2 separate regions of the Mus musculus genome follow, and region 1 is linked to region 2. A link is a contact called in public promoter capture Hi-C data. All regions are on one chromosome and are shown on one strand. The core of a region is the stretch at or near the end of the contact, and the rest is flanking DNA. Distances in the headings are between cores, read along the strand shown.

Region 1 (6,662 bases), core at 863-3,362, 1.1 Mb after region 2:
GGTTGGTTGATATTGCTGTTCTTCCTATGGGGTTGTAAACCCCTACAGCTCATTTAGTCCTTTCTCTAACTCCTCCATTGGGAACCGAACCTACACTCAGTGCAATGGTTGGGTGTGAGCATCCGACTCTGTATTTGTAAGGTCCTGGCAGGGCCTCTCAGGAGACAGGTATATCACGCTCCTTTCAGCAAACATTTCTTAGCATACATGTTAGTGTCAGAGTTTGATGACTGTATCTGGGATGAATCCCCAGGTGGAACAGTCTCTGGATGGCCTTTCCTTTAGTCTCTGCTTTGCACCTTGTCTCCATATTTGCTCCTATGAGTGTTTTGTTCCTTTTCTAAGAAGGACCGAATCAACCACACTTTGGTCTTTCTTCTTCTTGAACTTCATGTGGTCTGTGACTTTTAAGCCACTGTACAAATTGGTAACTCAATGTTGATGAGTGTAACTTTAGTTTTTTCAAAACCTATTTTTAATAATGATTCTTAAACAATTTAATCTCCCTTTTGTCCACCACCCACCAGAGGTAATAGAAAATAAAGAATATGGGGAAGGTAGACCTGTTTAGAAAGATTCTTTGGAGCAAATCCCATATGTGTTATCTGGAAATTGGCAGTTCATTTCACAGGTTAGCAGCAGCAGCTGGATTCAGTTACAAACACTTTGAGGATACTTCAGCAGTCCAGTTTGGTAGAGGCGGGATAACAAACATGAATCAGCACTGGTGGCACTGGCAGAGACAGCCATGCCTCAGCCTTGGTAAGAGTCAGTAGGAGAGAGCCTAAGGGATGCTAGGAGAGGTTCTCAGCTGTGCCTCTCTCAGGTGAGTCGAAGACCAGTGAAGATTCTAGGCCAACAAGGTTTGCACAGTCAGCTTTATAAGCAAGTCTAGCTCAGCCTCTGTCACTGTCCCTCAAGTTCTATTTAAACCCTCTAAACATCATATGTCCTCCCCAGGTTTTGCCTCAGTACATCTGTCTCAGTGGATATCAATCTGCCAATCAGCCTGAATCTGAAGAACAGGCAAGAAACTGCAACAAACCACTAGAAGTTTTTGGGTACATTTCTCTCATGGAGTCTTGAAAAATGAAGATCAACTATGCAATCAACTTTTCTAATGTTAGCAAAGAGCCCTAGATCACGTGTCCTTTGATGTGCTTGCTTTAGCAGAACATTCTCTCTCCTGTGTGTGCTTCAGTGAAAACTTCCTTCATGAGTAAGCCTCAGTCTTTCACCTGTGTCCACTTCAGCTAGACATTCCTTCAGGTTTGCCCCAGCAAAACACCGTCCAACAGGCTTTCCAAAGTACCTGTCAGTTTCCACTTAAGATGAGCGTGAACGATTTGTTTTAACAGTTGATTTATCAAACTCATGTTCTCATTTGCTCTGATTTATTGTCTGGTCCTTATGCTACACATGTATAAGAGCTGAGTTTAAATGAAAACTATCCAGGTTGAAGTGCATCTTGTAGCCATATATATTATATAATATTTTTGTAGTACATGTATATTTCATTTTGCCTTTCCTTATTAAAACACTAGGCTGTCATTATCTAATGTCTTTATTCTGGGACTATCTGGAGATAAAACTAACCCCAATATAATTAAATTAAATTAAATAACAACCAACGTGTCAGATAACTTTAGTCAAGGTCTCCCTAGAATAGAGAAAGCTTTGTTACAGAAATCCAAGGCCTCTTGGAACTTCCCTCTGCTCAGTTTTGACTCTTATCTGAATTGAGTACAATTTTCTTTTAAACCCTTAAGGAGATTGCTGATCTTCCTTTTTTTTTTTTTTTTCTAATTTTAAGCCAATGATTAATACTTAGAAGGTTTTCCTTTGCTTCCTTTACTGTTAATAATCTTTTTTGGCATAGATTTGGGGAATGAATTATTTGTGTAGAAATACTCCCATAATATGAGATGATTTTCAAACAAGTCTTTTATTATAGGATTCATTTCATGTTATCTCTTCATGACTAAAAGATATTTCAACATCCCCTGAGACATTTGTTCATTTTAAGTCTGCAGTTTGGAATGTGTGGACTAGAGTCCCACCTTTTTCCATGCCTGTCAACTACTATAGAGCTTGCATTCTTCTTGTATGTCTGGATTGTGGCTGAATTATTCAGAATCTTTCAGAACTTATGACTAGCAAACTTACAAGCAAAGGCATGGATTACTCTAGGGATAATTTACAAATGTCTTTCCATGAACATGACTCCTACTTTCCTGGAATCGCAATCTTTCTAATCAAAACAGGAATGCAAGACAAACACAGTTTGTCTCTAGTTGCCCACTGTTTGTAAATGCATTTTAACATGGTTTTACAGAATGTCTAATTAATCCATTCTCAGCCTTAAAGTACTTCTAAGTTCTCTAGACATCTTTATAAAAAGTATGCTTCCCGGGACCCTTCCAGTATCACATTCTGGAGATACTGGGCGGTGCCACATTATTTCCACTTCTTGACTGCTCTGTGGGAGGCTGATGCTAAAGTTAAAGCTCCAATCTAGAGCACATTTTGACAACTACAGGGCCACTGTTTTCAAGCTTCTTCTCCAAATCCCATGCTGAAGGATTATCCCACATCAAACCATCTCTGCATACTCATCAGCTAAAAACTGATACCCAGTAAATATAGCCACATTTTAAAACCTAAAATAAATCAGAGCTAAAGAAGCCAGACATAAAGATACATCAAATGAAAATTTCAATTTACATATCAAAATAGAAAAGATGTGAAATACAGGGTAAGACGCTGCTGTTCAGCTGTGACCTGAAGCCTCTTGAGAAGATCTAAGTCTGAGACCAGCCCACAGCAGTATTTGTGTGATTGAAAAATTAAAAACAAAATAATCTACTCAGCTAATGTTCAGTGGTTAGGATTAAGGACCACCCTCCTTGAGGCAGCTGAATTTTAACAGGTGTGTCCTCTAATTGTATCCCATGAGCTTTGTACCCACTATTGGGGTAAAGTCAACAGGAGCAAGGTTGATAAGTACCGCCCACTGCCAGTTCCACAGTCATCCATTTCTAGATGATTGAGTCACCAAAACTTCCTGAATTCAGATTAATTTTCATTTCTTACCTTTATGGATGGCTCTCTGATAATCCATAGCCAGGTAGGTAAAACGCTACCCCAGTCTCTTTACCATTTTAACACATTTTTATAGTTTTTTGTTTGTTTGTTTGTTTGTTTAAATCCTGAAATTGTCTACTTCATTCTTGCTTTCCTAACTATTTTCATTTTTCTCAACTACGGTGCTGAAAATGTGTAATTATAACGAAGCCACGCCTTAAAACCATGACAGATTAGTACAGACTGTCAGAGCAAAGGAGACAATGGGCCAGTCTGACTCTAAATATCTTAGATGGCAAACTAAATGTCCTGATCAACCTGCTTTTATTATTTTGAATTACTAAGAACAAAGAAATAATTTCAGGCTACTTTCAGAGTCATAGTGGGGGCTGAACAAGGCAGAAATGGTATACACCCTGATATAATCCTGGTGTTCTTACAAGCAGGCCGAAATCCAAGGAACTTCATATCTACACCAACAATAATATAATAATAGCTGGGCACATCCTCACAGAGTGTGACATACATGTGAAGAAAAACGTCCTTTGAGTCTCATACAGTTCTGACCCCAATGCTGTTTTCCTGATGAATTCACAATCCTGAACTCTGCCTGGCACTAGGGAGGAGCTTCCTGGCAGTCAACAATGGTACCATGGAAGATGTTTCTCATCTTACTTTTTATTACTGTTTGAGCAAATGCATATTTAAAGATTTTTTCAGTTTCTAGATGTATGAAACACACACACACACACACACACACACACACATACATATTTCCAACCATTCCCAGGAAAATTTCCAGTGACACCATACACTCATTTTTTTTAAAATTGTATACATTTAAATTTATTTTTTTAAATTAAAAGGTTACCAATTTCTAGGACTTTTTAAATTTTTTTCTTTTATTAATTTTACTTACTCTGTAGTTTATTTTTTCCAACCATTGTTTTTATGTAAAAAGTTAAAAGAACAAGACTGGTAATTTCAGTTGATAGAGGGCTTGACTAGGATGTGAGAGTCCTGGATTCAGTCCCCAACACTGCATAAAACCGGGCCTGTTGATAACTGTCTGTCATCCTGAAGCAGGGGTGGGAAACAGGAGGATCCCACCTGGGTAAGGCTACGTTAACCCTTGTCTCAGATATGTTACATATCAGAACAGTACTTACTAAGGATGCTAAACACACGAAAGTCTTTTGAGGATTCATTTATTTAGAGCTGCACACATCCAAATCGTAGCCTACTGTCTTTTATAATTAATTTATAATCATTGAACACTAGTCATTGATGGGAATTTAGATTGTAAAGTGATGGTTTAGATAACTAGTACAGATCAAAAATTGCATCATTATTAGTTTTTATTTTCTTTTGAAGCAGGGTTCATGCAGTTCTGGTTGACTTAAAATTTGACATGTAGATCAGGTTGGTTTTGAACATGCCTCAGCCCCCTAACGCTGGGGTTAAAGGCATGTAACACCATGTCCAGGTGAAAACTGCATTATTCGTTTTTCAATGACAACTCCTAGCATCTATAAACTGACATGCTGATCTATGTAATTGTAACTCAATTGTAACTGTGTAAATGTAACTCAAAACCATCATAGAGCGGACCTGTGTCCACTCCCTATACCATGGAGAACCAGGCTGGTGGCATATGCATATAATCCCAGCATGTGGAAGATGGAAGCAGGAAAATCAGAGACTCAGGGGCATCCTCGGCAACCAAGTGAGGTTGAAGCCAAGCTGATATTCATACAACCCTGTCTTAAAAAAACAAACAAACCAATCAACCCACTTAGAGACACCCCGATAGACCCATAGCAGACTGATTCTAGGACTTCCAAATCACAGATCCTAAGTCCTTCATGCCCAACCTTTGGAATTGACTAGGCACAAAAAGGCTGAATTTCTATCAGAGTTACTACCTGACCTTGTGGACTATTTGTTTCTTTTATTCACATATATAATTTTACATAGTAATAGCTTCCATTGTTTTTGACACATTCACCCTCATTATTATACTTTGGCCTCCTCTTATGCTTGCTGACCCTTGCTTCCCAGCTAACCCATTTCTATGCCTCATGGTTGTTTTGGTGGCGATGGTGTTGTTTTGGTGATCCATTTTTAGTGTTTCTTCCAAGAGCACAGGTGAGGAACCATGTACTAGAGCCATGGCTCCTTACTAGTGGCTATGCCACTAAAAATGTCTCTATGACTGGTGCCTTTAATCCCAGCACTGTCTCAGACAACTTAAGTGATTTACTTAAGGGTATAACAAATAACATCCCAACTATAGACACCATACACTCATAATCACCCTGGGAATTTGTAAAAACGTAATGATTCACAAGGAATGTAGTGGCACAAAGACAGTGCTTAGTGGCTCAGGAGGATGGCACACTACTTGACAGGGTGGTGGCTTGAATGTCCCTTGACTTCCAACTAAAAAGAATATAGTCATGCAAATTGCACATAGTAGACTCAATGTCAAAATTACCATGGTTCTCTGTTTTTTACTTACTTTTGTATTCCTGGGTCACAAGTGATCTTTAGTATGGTGAGGCAAATTCTAGACTCAGTAAATAGATTAACATCTCCGGTATAGTAATTGATGTAGAATGTTAGAAACACAAAGTGTAACATTTGACTGGAAAGTGATATTTGTGCATTTTTATTCACTTAGAATATTCTGGGCGGGTTTTAGGAACCACAACAAGTAGCATAATAAGTAAAATTCAAAGCTAAAAATTCTTGGTTTTCATGTATGTGAATATTTTTTATATTTTAAATATTTCTTTAAGAATTCTTTCTTACCCAGTGCCAAAAACTAGGCCTGAGAAAACCTAAACCAAAACAACTATTGCAGGAGTCCCAGCTGTTTGTTTATACGATCAACACAGCAATCGGAGGACTCTTTACATGCAACTCAAGGCAGAGACATGACCCAGAGAAGAAAACCATTTCTGTTTGTTTTGCATGCATATGAACCAGATTTAATTTAATATTAAATTCTATGTCACACCTTCCTCCACACATTGTTCTTCTATATACCTTGTCATGAATCAGGGAGTTTAAAAATCAATAACAGATATTTAGAAAACTAGTAGAAAATAAATTAGTCCATTTCTCTTAGACAACTAAAAATGAGGAAGAATGTCTGCTATGTCTGAGTCCTTTGTTTCTTGAAAATTTCCTACTAACAAAAGAGAAAAATTATCTTTTCTATCAGTTAAACATTAAAAATGATATTGTTCGCAAAGAGGGCTTACATTTGGAGGATCCATTTGGTGCAATAGAGTCTTTTGAAAGATGTGGCTGTCATCACTGTAGGCCATTTGCTTCACCTGCTAATTCCCAGGAACGTGAATGTAGCAGGAGGTTAGTGCCTGAGGCAGTCCTGCCTAATGTGGGAGCCAAATCATCGCAATGGTTCCGGTAAGTATAAATGTTTTGTCACCTTCTCCATACCAGAGAGCTCAAATTGCTGAACATTTTATTTCCTCTCATTTCTGAGTAGCATGTGCTCCTTATTATAAAAGGTTTAGGGATGGCATACTGTGTAATAGCTCAGATGAGTG
Region 2 (6,897 bases), core at 1,573-4,072:
CTATCAGTTACAAATGTGAGACCTCTGACCTACAGTTTGTCCTGTCTACAAAATGTTCTAAGATAATGGTGACACAAATTGAGGGAGTAGCCAACCAATGACTGGTCCAGCATGAGATTCATGAGAAGAGAGGGAGCCCACCACTCAGCCAACCGGGAGGGCCAGGACTCAGTGGCTGGATAGCACAGAGACCTATGATAGAACCAAACACAGTGGCAAAAATAAAATAAAATAAACCAATGAAAGGATTCCTAATGATATTCTGCTACACTCATAGACTGGTGCCTAGCCCAATTCTCAGCAGAGACCCACAGCCAAACAAAAGCTGCAGAAGGAGAAGGGGAAGGACTCTAGGATACCACAAGATAACCCACAGAATCAACTAACCTGGGCTCACAGGAGCTCACAAAGACTGAACCATCAACCAGGGAGCTTGCATGGGTCTGCCCTAGGCCCTCTGCATACATGTTACAGTTGTATGGCTGGGTCTTCTTATGAGACTCCTAACAGTGAGAGCAAGGCTTTCTTTAAATCTTTTGCCTGCTTTTGAGACCATTTTCCTCCTACTGAGCTGCCCTGCCCAGCCTTAATATGAGGAGAGATTCTTAGTCTTACTCCACATGTCTTGTTTGGTTGATATTCATAAGAGGCCTGCTGTTTTCTGAAGAGCAATGGAGGAGGAGTGGCGGAGAAGGGACTAGAAGGTGCGGAGGGATGAGAATCTGTGGTAGGGATGTAATAATATCTGAGAAAAGAATATATTTTTAATTTTTTAAACTGTGTATTCCTTTGACAGAAAACCCCAGCTCAGTTCCCAGAATCTACATAACCCCAAATCCAGGGCATCTGTCACCTCTGGCTTCCACAGACACCTGCACTCACATGTGAATACACACACACAATTTTTTTTTAATTAAACATGTTTTTTAAAGAATATGACTAATAAAATTAATAAAAACTAATAAAACCCTGGCATGGTAGAAAGTGGGAGCATGAGGATAAGGAGTTCAAAACCAGCCTCAACTATATAATAAATTTCTGACCCTAAGCTATATAAGAACCTGTTTCCTAAAAATAAAACCTGAAAATGACTAAATTCAAATTTTTAAACTAAAATAGAAAGAAATGCTTCAACTTAAGAGATAGATGTAAGAATAGTTGGCCAACTGCAAGTAATTGTATCACTTGTATCTGATTCGTCAAAATTAGAAATTATTCTTCCATGATCTGAAAGGGAGGCTAAAAAAGAAAGTCAGTGATTACTTGGCAGGTTTTAAGATACCATAATCAAGAGAGAAAGAAGCAGAGGTCAGGAAAGCATTTTACTTTCTCAGTGGGCTGGGGAGTTGGTCAAATCAGGATCAAGTTTGGTACAAGAGTGTCTATCAGAAGGGTCCATCTAGTAAATCCTTAATAAAGGCAAGTAGTTCTGTTAGTTCCTTCTAAATCTCTGGAAAATGTAAAATAGTGAAGCTGAATAACACTGCTGAGGTCCCTCACCAACAGAGAGTCCTATTAGTCTAGGATTTATAAGGTAAAACTGTCAGCATGATTTCAGAACAGAAGTAAAGACACTGTGTTGCTATAAAGTGTATTCGTAGGTATGGTTTAAGTTTGTCGGAGTATCCTGATTCAAAATGTGTTTCCCCAATCCTCAATATTAAACTGTTTCATTAAATACAGAACAAGACCCTAAGGACAACAGTGTATAATTCTTCTCAGTTGAAGCTGAGAATCTATTTCACATCAAAACCTGGAATGTACTAATGAAAATTCAGTATCTCACTGGGTATGTGGGTTCCAACATGAAACTCTTGTCACTGATAAAGCTTAAGGTAAACGGGTTAATAAGACACAATAAAATGGCTCTGTTGAGTTATACTGCCTTTTCCCCCACAGCAGTTCCTTTACCTAACCACTACAGTAAGCTTTAAAGTCAACTTCAGGGGTGCTAAGTCACGCAAGCTGGGCACAGAGGGGACGATGATCCTCAGCGTGGAGAACGATCGCCTTCAATTCACGTTTTCCATTTCCTTAACTGTGATACAGATGGGAGGGAAAATGTAAGCCCTTTCCTTTGAACTTCCCAGGGCCTCAAGGCACTAACTTTAAGAATTATTTCAAAGCTTATCCAATGAGGGGTAGTTCTACGACTGTAAAAGTTGCACGAGCCCCGCGAAGTGGGAATTGGGGTGCAGACGCTGCCTATCGCGAGATCGAGGGTTAAACTGATTTATTAATGCAACTTTGCTGTCGTTCGGTTAGTTGTAAAGACTTATTAACTCCAAGAGCCCTTCCTCGCTTTAGAAAGCCCCGTCAGGCGGGATCCTGCGGAAACATCAGGCCTATGCCGAATCCTCTAATGAGGGGCCGCGAGGTGTTGGGTCTCGCCGCCTGAGGTGGATCCCGAGTAGGAAAGCGCAGGCCAGGCCTTGCTGCGCGGGAGCCATGGCACGATGTCCCAGTGTCCGCCTGGACTCTGCCCTTCCCAAGCTCCGCGCTAGGGAAAAGCATCGCCCGGGGCCACAGCGCGGCCGGGCAGAGCAGGAGGCCGCGCGTGCGCCCGGGAAGCGCGGCCCCGGCTCCGCCCTCCTCCCCCTCCGCTCCTCGCGGCCGCCGCCCCACTGGGAACTCCGCGCGGCGCGGCCCCGCGAGGCGGGCGCCGGGAGGGAGGGGCCGCGCTCCCCGCCTCCCGCGGCCAGCGCAGCTCCCAGCCAAGGCGACTCACCTCCTCCTCCTCCTCCTCCTCTCCTCCTCCTCCTCCACGGCTCCCTCCAGGCCACCGACAGCCCAGCTGGCGACGCGCTGACGCCGAGCCCCTCCCCCGCGGCCGCCACCGAGGCCGCAGCCCCTCCCCGCTGCGGCTGCCGCGGCCTTGGGGCGCGTCAGGCGCCGGCCCCGCCCTCGCCCCGCCCCTCCCCGCCCACAAGCCTGAGGCTCCGCCCCCGGACGGCGGCCTCCACGCCTAGTCGGTGACTCAGAGGACGCGCGGTGCTGGGCGAACTCTCCACGGTGGCGCGGCTCCTCACACCTGCTCTCCGCCCACGGGCCCCGCGTACGCTTTCCAGTCAGGCCAGCGCCCCCGCCGCCCCTTCGGCTTTTCCGTACTCTCTCTCACTCCTCTGGTCGCTGCCTCCGCTCGCTCGCGCTGCGGCCTTCTCTTCCCCTGAGAGGTCTGGGGGCTGACTCACCGGCTCGCACGTTCTCAGGCAGGTGGCTAGCCGGCACCTGTAGTCCCCTTCCCTGTCCTTCCGGGCGCGCCTAAGCCTCGGGGACCCCGCAAGGCGAGTGCACACCCTCCTGCAGGTATTGGTCAGCACGCCCCGCTTTCCCCCCCCCCCCCCTCGGAATTCTTGCGGGACCTCTCCTAGCCGATGCTGGCGTTTCCTGTACTTAACTTATATGCAGCCTTTTGGCTGTCGAGACTATACGTATTACAGATGCATCTTAGAGTATTAATAATAACATATCTGCGGTCCCCACAAGAGCAGCTACAGAGCAATTAAAAGTCAGAAAGAATCCAAGAAAGTCTAAATGGTTTCTATTAAAAATAGGAATTTATCTCCCTTACATTTCTGTGAGTCTGAATTAGTGATTTCGTATTTGGGATCACGTTGTGGATTAAATGATTCATGCAAAGACAGAACATGCAACGGTAGGTCTATGCTTTTATCTGGTAACTTCATTTTTAAAGCTACAACTTGGAACAGACTGTAGTGCAGAAATGCATTAAGCATACCAAAATAACAGAGCCTGATTAGGCCTTTGGAGTTACAACCACAAGTTGCTTAAAGTTATGTGAGAAAACATTGTTATCCTTAAATTGAACAGTGAAAACGATCTTCTGTTCTAAACAAAGCCCACACTCTATGTGGACCTCCAAAGCTTAAAACCTCTGTTGACTTGAACAACAGTATCCCGAGCATTTAAAAAGCCTAATAAACCATCTGTCCATCTACTTTTACACAAATTGGGAAACACAAAAAAAGTGAATGCAGAAAGCTGAAAATGAGAATTCCAAATGGCAAATGGATCTAGTAAATCCTTTTTCACAGAATAAAATATTGGGGAAAAGCCCAAAGCCTACTATTATTCATCAATCTGGAAAAAGCCATAATTTTATACATGAATTGTATACTTAAGATCACCGGGAGTCTTTATTATTATTTTGCTGATTAAGATCTGAAGTCCAGAGAAAATGAGTTGCCTAGCCAATATGCCCAGATTTCCCAAGACCTGTCTCACATACTTGTCAGCATAGGATTTAGAGCTACAAGCATAAAGTCACTTAAGGTCCAAATTCGTTGACATTGAGGCTCTGTCTCAGTATCCGTGGTCTGTGAGTGTGAGCTTAGGTAATGCTGTCAGAAGCCATCTCACCCTAGTATGTTCAAGGATTCTTGTTATGCAACTTGCATCTCTCAGTCAGGGATCATCTGCATGATCTCAGTGACATCTGGCCCCGGCTCTGGAACCTTGGTCCAACCAAGCACATTCATCCTCAGAGGGGCCAAAGGCTGTGCCTGATTAAAAGAGTTATGAAATCTCTATTGTCAAGAAAATTACAACATTATTGGTGAGGTAAAATATGAGGCATGAAATGATAATTCAACACTAATAATCAAGGACTCAACAGTAATTTCCAAAATGTTAAGTGGGGAAATGATACACATGAATTAAGAAAAGACTTCTTAAAGACCACAACATCAAAAAGGAGACCCATCGTCTAGAGCGCTGTGTATAGGACAGAAAGTAAAATAAAATGTTTGGACTAAAGCACTGTGAAGAAAACAGGCACACCAAGAATGAGGGAAAGTTAGATCAGGGAGGTAAAACACGATAGCTGAGAAACAAGAGCAAGCCCGGTGGAGATGCAGGATTGAGCCATTGGGAGAGGACCTAGATTTCAACCTGAGACACAGGTTAGTAGGAAATCGTTGTGGGTAGACTGGGCAGGAAAGAAAGGAGGGTGAGGAATGAGGTGAAAAGATCAGAAGGCCATAATCTTGTTAGGAATACTGCACATCGATGCCACTTAGAAAGACTTGGGTTTGGTGAGCATACATAGAAAGCAACAGAAGGTAAGAAGTCCAAGGTGATGTGGAGATTGTGGCAAGAGTCGGTAAGAGCCACCTAGGCCCCAGGTCCTTGACAACACTCGTAGGAACAGCCTACAAACTGCTGGGTAAGGAAACAAGGCACCTTCCCAAGGAAAATCCTCCACATCATATTCTCATTCCACAAACCTAACTTGAAACTCAAATAGAAGATAAAGAGCCCTTAACCGGGCCCTGCCCATGGACTTTATCCTGCCATTCTTATGATCAGCTTATTTTTATTTTTATTTTAGCCACGTTAATGTAAATGTTCTCTATTGTGAGTTATATGTTACAGTAAAAAATAAATTTAAAAATAAGTAATATATATATATATGTGTATGTATGTATATATATTTTTTTCTAGGCAGGAAGAATATAAAAATATCTCTCCTTTCAGTAGCTTGTAATCTTCTTGTCAATGCACCAAACATAATACAAAATATAATCCATGGACAGGGAGAACAGCCTTACGTACAGAAAGATGAAGTAATATAGAAATTGTGAAGGCTATAGCTGAACACATTGGGAATGATATGATCTATAGAGTCATTATTCAACAAATTTTAGTGAACTTTGCAGTTTTCTAAGTACTAAAGGCAAAGCAATGAAACAAGTTCTCTCTGAGACCCGAAAGGAGTCACATTTCATGTATTCAAGACTGTATGAGAAGCCAAAGACATCTAGAATAAGAAACTGGGGAAAGCATGAAGGAAAGAATTAGGGGAGATATTAAAGCCTTGTGAATAGAGGGGCTTTTGAGGTCAGGTTACAGTAAAGACTTTGGAAGATTAGTCCCTCTGGCATTGGGAATTTGAAGGAGAGATGGGGACCTGGGAAAGCAAATGCAAGCCTGCATGATAATACAGACAGGAGATAAGAAGTAGACAAGGTTACTGGCAAGGTTAGCAATGAAAATGAAAATGTTAAGACTAAATAGTGGGTAGGTGGTGTTAGTTGCAGAAAATCTATAGCATTGCATGCAGCAGCAGAAAGGTCAACGAGATAGGCACTAAGCAAAGGCCAATCTGGTTAACAACAATGATGTCATGTGTGACGTCAAAGAGAAATGTCTCTGAAGAGTCAGAAGTGATATGGAGGCAATGAATGCTGACTAAAATAACCAGCACAACTCAAAATCTACAAAGTACACAAGTGTTCTAATTACCTTTAAGGACACTATTGAATTTTAGGTCCATCTAAGTTTTCCTATCTGTGTCTAATTTTTGTCTCTATATTAAAAGAAGAATAAATATCTCCAAAATGTATCTGATTTACTTTTATGGACCAAAACTCCATCACATAAATGACTCCCAGAACATTTACTCTTCTCTTGGAATATAGCAATAACCTATATTTGTTACCTGTGATGCCTCGACCAGGTAGGCAGTATGACCTTAGTTGCGTCATACATTCTCACTGAACTCTAGATTTTCACTAGGGAAAAAGAGAAGTCTCACATAGAGGAATAGAGCTAGAAGGCAAGCCTTTCTACCAAGAAGAAACAAAAGCATCCTGTGAAGTGTGCAGAGACAGCTACCATGACTTCAAGTGGTCCTTTTGCCATCTGGAAGACAGCTCAGCCAAACCAGATGCTCTTTTGTTTAGCACACTGCAAGACAATTAAGGAGTATTTTTCCTCCCTGGAAATAGATTAGAAAATTTGGCAGACAAAGTAGAGGGAGAAACCTGAAGCCATCAATTTGACGTGATGTAGCCTTGAGCTTCCAAGGATAAGCCAGCCAGACTTTGGCCACGGTTGTGTCCATACATGTATGTGCATGCCTTCTCCTGATTGTAT

The links. Promoter capture Hi-C pulls out the DNA fragments that hold promoters and counts their contacts.
Region 1: a contact with region 2 is called in a promoter capture Hi-C map of the 3T3-L1 cell line, with 6 times the contacts expected there. The contact joins the enhancer-like site here to the promoter of Gtdc1 in region 2. A contact is called at or near these places in 3 of 39 promoter capture datasets (the 3T3-L1 cell line, frontonasal cranial neural crest and pre-B cells) and 1 of 115 datasets of contacts at active chromatin or transcription factors (large pre-B cells).

Annotation. Positions count from the first base shown.
Region 1 is chr2:46,048,094-46,054,755 of GRCm38.p6, forward strand. No RefSeq gene overlaps it. Among named protein-coding and RNA genes, the nearest start is that of 1700019E08Rik, 350 kb to the left of the region's middle. Within about 2 kb of position 2,113, at least 10 of the 459 cell types and tissues checked have an H3K27ac peak or open chromatin away from gene starts, as enhancers often do.
Region 2 is chr2:44,924,414-44,931,310 of GRCm38.p6, forward strand. Gtdc1 (glycosyltransferase-like domain containing 1) reads right to left here and starts at 2,823. Exons shown (of 11, transcript NM_001362987.1): 1 at 2,729-2,823.